Linked DNA regions of Ovis aries: region 2 is linked to region 1. The links are chromatin contacts, called in public Hi-C maps. All regions are on one chromosome and are shown on one strand. Each heading gives the region's core, a stretch centred on a gene start, on an enhancer-like site or on the middle of the called end of the contact. The rest is flanking DNA. Distances are from core to core; before and after follow the strand shown. Region 1 overlaps SLC36A1 (solute carrier family 36 member 1). Region 2 overlaps ATOX1 (antioxidant 1 copper chaperone).

What was found. Hi-C and Micro-C count contacts between places; a contact is called where the count stands out from the background.
Region 2: a contact with region 1 is called in a Hi-C map of hypothalamus, with 3 times the contacts expected there. The contact joins two enhancer-like sites. A contact is called at or near these places in 3 of 16 Hi-C or Micro-C datasets (hypothalamus, skin fibroblasts and tail adipose tissue).

The regions. Positions count from the first base shown.
Region 1 is chr5:60,540,419-60,543,905 of ARS-UI_Ramb_v3.0, reverse strand. The region is part of intron 11 of SLC36A1 (solute carrier family 36 member 1); the gene reads right to left. It overlaps FAT2 (FAT atypical cadherin 2), which reads left to right. Exons shown (of 24, transcript XM_042251000.1): 3 at 658-972. Among named protein-coding and RNA genes, the nearest start is that of FAT2, 28 kb to the left of the region's middle. Within about 2 kb of position 1,740, at least 12 of the 54 cell types and tissues checked have an H3K27ac peak or open chromatin away from gene starts, as enhancers often do. A contact at or near this core is called in hypothalamus, where this site is marked.
Region 2 is chr5:60,714,318-60,717,804 of ARS-UI_Ramb_v3.0, reverse strand. ATOX1 (antioxidant 1 copper chaperone) reads left to right here. Exons shown (of 4, transcript NM_001009429.1): 4 at 1,585-1,724. Among named protein-coding and RNA genes, the nearest start is that of ATOX1, 18 kb to the left of the region's middle. Within about 2 kb of position 1,559, at least 16 of the 54 cell types and tissues checked have an H3K27ac peak or open chromatin away from gene starts, as enhancers often do. A contact at or near this core is called in hypothalamus, where this site is marked.

The DNA.
Region 1 (3,487 bases), core at 491-2,990:
TTCCCCATCTGTCAAAGGAGGAAGGTTGCTTCAGCTCTGAGATGCTGCCCTCTCACCTAGGTCTTCAGAGTTCAGTATGCCCCATGAGAGCTTAGAGCACCAGGCTCTTTTGCTCACTCTTGGACCCTTGACCTCTAGAAAAATGTTGGCCCACAATAAGTAATTTGTAGAATGAGTGAACTAATGAGTGAAGCTAAGTCTCTAAAATCGTGAAGACGATGGAGAGGGGAACAGCAATTTATTCATCAAATCCCTCGCCCTTGAATTAGTATCTATAAGGAAGGAACCACTGTAAGGAACAAAGTATGGAAATCCCACCTAGAGAATGTGAAATAAATAAATTGGACTTGGGTTGAAGTAGTCAGGAGAAAGCAGATCAAACACTATGGCCTTCTGGAAATCCTGTGTGTGCCCATATGCCCCAGTTATGGATCTGTCTTAGCAGAGAAAGGCTCTGAGAGGTTCTTCAATAAGGATACAAGCTCCCCTGTGTTTAACTCAGCAGCTCCCATGCCGTATAGGCCACAGTTCCCTTTTCTCCTGAAACACTTGTTAATATCCTTTCCATGGTATGGTTTCAGGACTGTTAGGTAAAGTGATCTCTAGAGCTCCTTTGAGCTCTGAAATACTTTGGGTTTGGTGATCACCTCTCCCCAGGAATGATTCAGACTCTGGCACCCCTGGACCGAGAATTTGCATCCTGTTACTGGCTGACGGTACTGGCAGTAGACAGGGGTTCCATCCCCCTCTCGTCTGTAACTGAAGTCTACATTGAGGTTTTGGATGTCAATGACAACCCACCCCAAATGTCCAGACCTGTGTTCTACCCCTCCGTCCGGGAGGATGCGCCGTTGCACACCTCTGTGCTTCAGCTGGATGCCTGGGACCCTGACTCCAGCTCCAAAGGGAAACTGACCTTCAATATCACCAGCGGGAACCATATGGGATTCTTTGTCCTTCATCCTCTCACAGGTAAGGACCTCAGAAACCTGGGTGAATAGGATTCTCTACAGCAGTGCTTCTCAAAGTTGTGATCTGAAGATTGGCATCGTGAGTGTCACATATGAACCTGCTAGTAGGTCAAGTTCTCAGGCTCCACCTTAGACCTACTGAATCAGAAATCTGTATTTTAATAAGACATGCAGAGGATTTTGATGTGTGCTGTGTTTGAGAACTGCACTTCATCAAAGCCCATCTCTATGGAAGAATAAGAATATGTCCGTTTTCTTTCCTTGGGGCCTAGGGAAGCCAAGCAGGTTTTCCATGTTGTCAAGTTGGGACTATTTCAACCCTGCCAGTGTTCCCAACATGACCATTCCCCAGAATCACAAGCCACAGGCTGAGTCTCTTAACTCTAGTTTCAAACTGATCTCAAGCCTGTCCATGGCATGGTGGTGATAGAGATCCACTTCAGAGGAGTCAACAATCTCACAAAGATCTCTCCTCAACCCAGCCCATCTAGGATGGTTCAGAGGAATCTAGAGGTCAACAACTTGCAGCAGTGAGCCAGATACAGTCCACAGCAGTGTTCTGTTTGGCCTGCACAAGCTTTAAACAATAATTTTCAAGTTGTTGCCAACATTTAAAAATGAGCAAAGCTCACAAAATGTTCCAGGCTTCTGCAGCTAGAAGATCTAGCTATGCCAACTGCACATCCCGCAGCGCCACAACCACCTGAGCCAACAGCAGCTCCCTGTGTAAGGCAGGCGTGTCCTCTCTCCTCTCCTCACTCCCGCCTGCTTCCTGCATTTATGCTGCCTGCCTGGCTCCCAGAAGAATGAGAGCCAGTTCCCATGGCTGCAGGCACAGCTCCAAGGCCTTGTGTCCCTCTGGACCATGAACAACAATGCTATTGCAGAGAATGCTGACATTCTTGCCTTCCAACCCAACTTCCCATTCTCCAGCTCCAACCACTGACTCTTGTCCTTGAAGGACAGAAGTCTGGCAAGATTGGAAAAAGGCAGGTGGCGAGGTAGGGGCATGGGGGAGAGCTAGCAGCAGCTTCCTTCATGATCCTTAAGGCAAAAGGGAGTCAGGAAAAGCAAGGACCTGGGGGTCCTGAGGCAGACAGCGGGTGGGAGACATAAGTGCCCTGTGACATCTGTTTGGCACCTTTGACCTTGGGGCATGGATTAGTCTTCCTGGAAGGAGAATGCTTTTCCCAAGCTGGCTCTCTGCCTGGGCCCACTCGGCCCCTCCCTTTTTGGAAGCAAGACATCTCTCACCTAAGGTAATAGGTTCTCTACCTCTCCCAAATCCCTGCTGTGTTTACTGTCAACAGTTCCCTGACACCAGGTCTGGCAAAATGCCCCAGAGGGCAGAGATGCTTAGTCTTCCTTCAGTCAGAAATTCTTCCTTCCTTCAGAAATTCTTATCAGCATGAACATTTAAAAATAAAATAAATCCAGCAATGACCCCTCCCCCCACCCCCGCCTACCTTTCTTATCCCTTAGATTGTCCTAATTCCATACCTGGATCCCTTGGCTGGTTTCCCTATGCCCTTAAGATAAAGCCAAGCCCTGTCACGTCCCATGAGCTTGCCTCTCTCACTCCATCACTCTCTGATTCCAACCATGTGGCCTGCCTCAGTCCACGCACGCCCTCTCCTGGCACAAGGCCTTTGCACAAGCTTTTCCTTCTGCCAGGGGTCTCCTCTCCTTTTTCAAGGTAACTCCTGCTTTTCTTTCAGATCTTAGCTCAGCTGTTCTTTTCTTAAAGAAGTTTTTTTTTTTTTTTTAACACTATAATACACCTCCCAGCAGCATCTACTTTTAAAAAACACGCTATCACATAGAACATTAGAGTCATCTGTGGATTATTCCATCAATTATCCACATACTTCACTAGACTTCAACAAGCTTTCCAGAAAAGGAACTTTGACTGTTTTTTGAAAACTATAATATCAAGGCCTGGCACAGAATAGAACCTCAACAAATAATGAGGAAATGAATGAATGAATCTCTGCCAGCATCCACAATCATTGGTTACGCCCGAGATTCATTTATTCTGCAAATGTTTGAAGGTGTCTGTCTTTATAAGGCATTTAAGTTAAGTGCTATGGAGAGGGGAAGAAGAAAAAGACACAGTTTCAGGCCTTGAGGAACCCAATCCATGAGGAGTATAAAGATTTGGATACAAAAAGAGCTGTAGAACCGGTGTAAAGAGTACAACATTGTAAAAGATGAGTAGATGCGAGGCTGTGACTTTCGAGGAGAGAGGAAGCTGCTCAGTATAGTGGACCAGCAATGGCTTCATGGGACAGCAGGCAGGGAAGATTCTGACAGGCAGCAGGCTGGGCGGGCACTTGGGTAAAAATGGTTATGGAAGCAGCAGCCAGGAGGAGAAGACCCAAGACTTGCTGAAGACAGAGCAAGTAGGTCCATTTTCTCTTTATTTTTTAAAAAACTTTTTTCTTCTTCTTTAATGGTGAAATAATCATAGACTTACAGGAGAGCTGCAAAGAGAGTTCTCATACACCGGTCACTCA
Region 2 (3,487 bases), core at 310-2,809, 170 kb before region 1:
TTCCACCATACCAGTGTTCATCATGGGGGTTCCTGTGTCCCTGCGGTTTTGGGAGGGAGGGTGGGACCCTGGGCCCCTCCATCTAACCTAAGTAGCCCTATTTTATATTGGGTATAAGATTGTGTTTATAAAAGTCTCTATGACAAGGATGGATGGAGGAAGGGAAAAGTTACTCAGTGGCTCCACACATGGGGGAGCCCCAGTGTAGACACACTGAATTGGAAACTCCTGACTTGAGCATGTAAATTTTAACTAAAAAATTAATACCTAGACTTCCCTGATGGTCCAGTGGTTCAGTGGCTAACAGTCTGCATGCCCAATGCAGGGGGCCCAAGTTCAGTCCCTGGTCAGGGAACTAGATCCCTCATGCTGCAACCAAGACAGCCCAACACAGCCAAACGAATAAATAAAAATACCTGCCAGTTGTAAACCATGTATAGCTTAATGTGTGTTTTTTCTCATAGTAGGCTCTTCTGTTTAAATTGAGATTAAATTCTCATAACGTTCAGCTGACCATTGTCATATGTGCCACTCATGGGCCTTTACAGTGTGTCCAGAGTGTTGTACCGCCACTCTAATTTCAAAACTTTCATCCCACTGGGAAGACTCCCTGTACCCATTTAAGCTCACACTCATTCCCCACTGCCTCCTCTCTCCGTCCCCTGGCAACCACAAGTCTGCTTTCTGCCCTTCTGGACTCACCTATTCTGGATGTTTCCTATAAAAGGAAACATTACGTGACCTTTTGTGTCTGGCTTCTTTCACTCAGCATAATGTTTTCAGGATTCACTCAAGCTTAGCATGTATAAGTACTTCATTCCTTTCAATGACTAGATAGTTCTCATAGTAGTTTTCACTAATTTATCTATTTTAGCTTTTTTTTTAAAATTATAGGAACTGTCAAAACTATACAAGTAGAGTCGTAAAATGAATCTCCACATGCCCACCTCCCAGATCAGTTATCGAGTCATTGGCATCATTTCATCCATGGCCCACTCTCACCACCCCTGTATTCACAGCAAATTCAGGCATCATAGAGTTTGGTCTGCACACCTGTCAGTAACGATGTGTAGTATGAAGGGGCTCCTGGAGGTTCATGCCACAGTGCTGGGTGAGGATCACTGATCAAGCCAGTTTTACTCCCACACACCAGGCAGCATCTGTCCCTGAATCTGTTTTAAGAGGCTCCCCAGTGACTGATTCGAAGCCAGGTTCAGGAACCAGACGATGAATGTTTATTGGTTATGAGGTCTCCTTGATCATCTGGCTCTTAGCAGATTTGTTTGCTCATGGCTTTTTTCTGTTGCCATCCCAGTATAAGTTGAAACAAGACAGAGGAAGAGCTCCAGCAGCCCTGGGAGAGCCTGGAAGAGGGCTTCAGCAGTGATCGGCTTAGCAAGGTCAAGGCATTCTTGTAGGAGCGGTGTGCAGGCCTGGACATGGGGTTCTTAGTCCTACTCAGCACATGGGTTTCCCACTTCCCGCCCTGCAACTGCCTCTTAGTGAATCTTTACTGCTTCTGTAGTGTCTCCATGTGCACAGCAGATGGCACCAGTGTTCCACCTCACGTCTCATTTCTTCCAGGACGCTGATCCTCTCCTGCCTTCCAGACAGACCTAGGACCTGGCAATCCCGCTCAGCAATGGTAGTTCCTGCGGAGACCGTCACTTGCCCTGCTCCTCTGTAGCTTCCCTGCAATAAAGTCAAGCCGATTTTGCTGGCGATACTGTCTCTCGCCTGGTCTTGTCACTTGCTTACGTGCTGTGCTGTGCCGCTCACATGTTGCTGTGAAGGAAATAACTACAGTGCTTCCTCGGGTTGGCGTTCTGACAGCTCCCAGGTCCAGTGGATCCTGAATCTTGGCTGTGTGAGCTTTTGCAGATCACTTACCCTCTCTGGGCCTCACTTTTCCTCATCTGTAAGTGAAGGTGTTGGGTTAGGTTGGTGATCCTGTTTCTTTTCACTACTTTCTTAGACTCCATATGTTGAAAAACTTTTGTCTGTCAAGTGAATGCATTTAAGGGACGTAAAATTGTATGGTAGTGGGAATAATAATGGGAAGATGTGCTTGTGTATCATAATAATGGGAAGAGAGAGACTGTCTGGGATAGAGTCTAAGCTCCACATCTCCCAGTAATCTCTTGATGTCCACAGGCATAAAATGTAACAGCATCTCTTGCAAATGGTGGTTGTGGGGATTAAATGACTCATGTAAATCACTTAGAGAGTGCTTGCCAGTTAGAAATCACTCAGTAAACATTCTCTATTCACGTACATTTTTTTGGTGTGTATTTAATTAATCAAATATCTATAGAGATGGCAACTAGAATCCCAGTCGACCTAAAAGTTAATGCCTCACGGAGTTGATTCAGTTATATCAAAACAAAGGGGATGTTTTCATTTGTATAGCTTTATTTACTTTTTAAAAATACTTTAAAGCGGCAGCTCTCAGACTATTTGATCTCAGGACCCTTTTACATGCTTGAACATTTCTGAGTGTCTCAAAGAGTTTATGGTTATGTGGGTTATGCCATGTTAGAAATTAAAACAAATGTTTGAAACGCAAGAATACATAAGCACATCTCCCATGAGCCATTGGGGCGAGATGAGGTCATCGCACAGCCTTTAGATCCTGGAAACTTCACTGCGTGATTGTAAGAGAAAGAAAAAAAAGGCATCTGGTGGGAGCAGTTTTGACCTGGCATTCCTACTGAAAAGTCTTGGGAACCACATCACTGCTTTGATCAGTGACCTGGGATGAGACCTGGCTCTGCCTTCAGCCACCTGTGACCTTGGACCAGTCACCTCATCTCTCCCAGAAGCAGTTTCCTCGTCCGTGCAGTGCACAATATCTGCACCTCAGGGGCCTTAAGTAAAACTCTGCCAGCTCTAAACTGTGTGCTGGTGTAATTCTGGCCCCATTATGAGAGTTTTAAAACAAGTCTCATCCATTTCTGCCTCTGTGGTCCCTTAGGGGCACAGGGCCTCTCCCAGCCTTCAAGGTATCTAGGTGTCTTGGCCACAAGATGGCGCTCTTCATTGGCTTTGACCATCCATGGAGATGAAGACCATTTCTGTGGACTCTGGGAGTACAAACTTGAGTTTTTCCATTTTCACAGCTTCCCAGGAGACCTGGTTGATGCTGGCTGGCCCACTGGGAACGCCCAAGGATGGAGACATTGGTGCCTCTTGGGGCGAGTGGTCCTTGGAGGAGTTCCTTTCCTTTGATTCTTCTCCACCCTATCACTCCCTGCTGGAATCCAGGTTTCCAGCTGAGACCCTAGGTTTTGCTCTTAAACACCGCAAGCAGCGGGAGCCAATGAGATTTCACAGCAGGGTGTGTGTGTGTGTTGGGGGGTGGGGAGCAAATGTGTCCACATGTCACCCCGTGCTTGCCCCAGTGCCTGACCCCAGCCCACCTGCCCAGGCTTCCCAGCCCTCTCTGCAGCCAGCTGCATCTCCCAGCTGCCTTGCTTTTGTTCACACT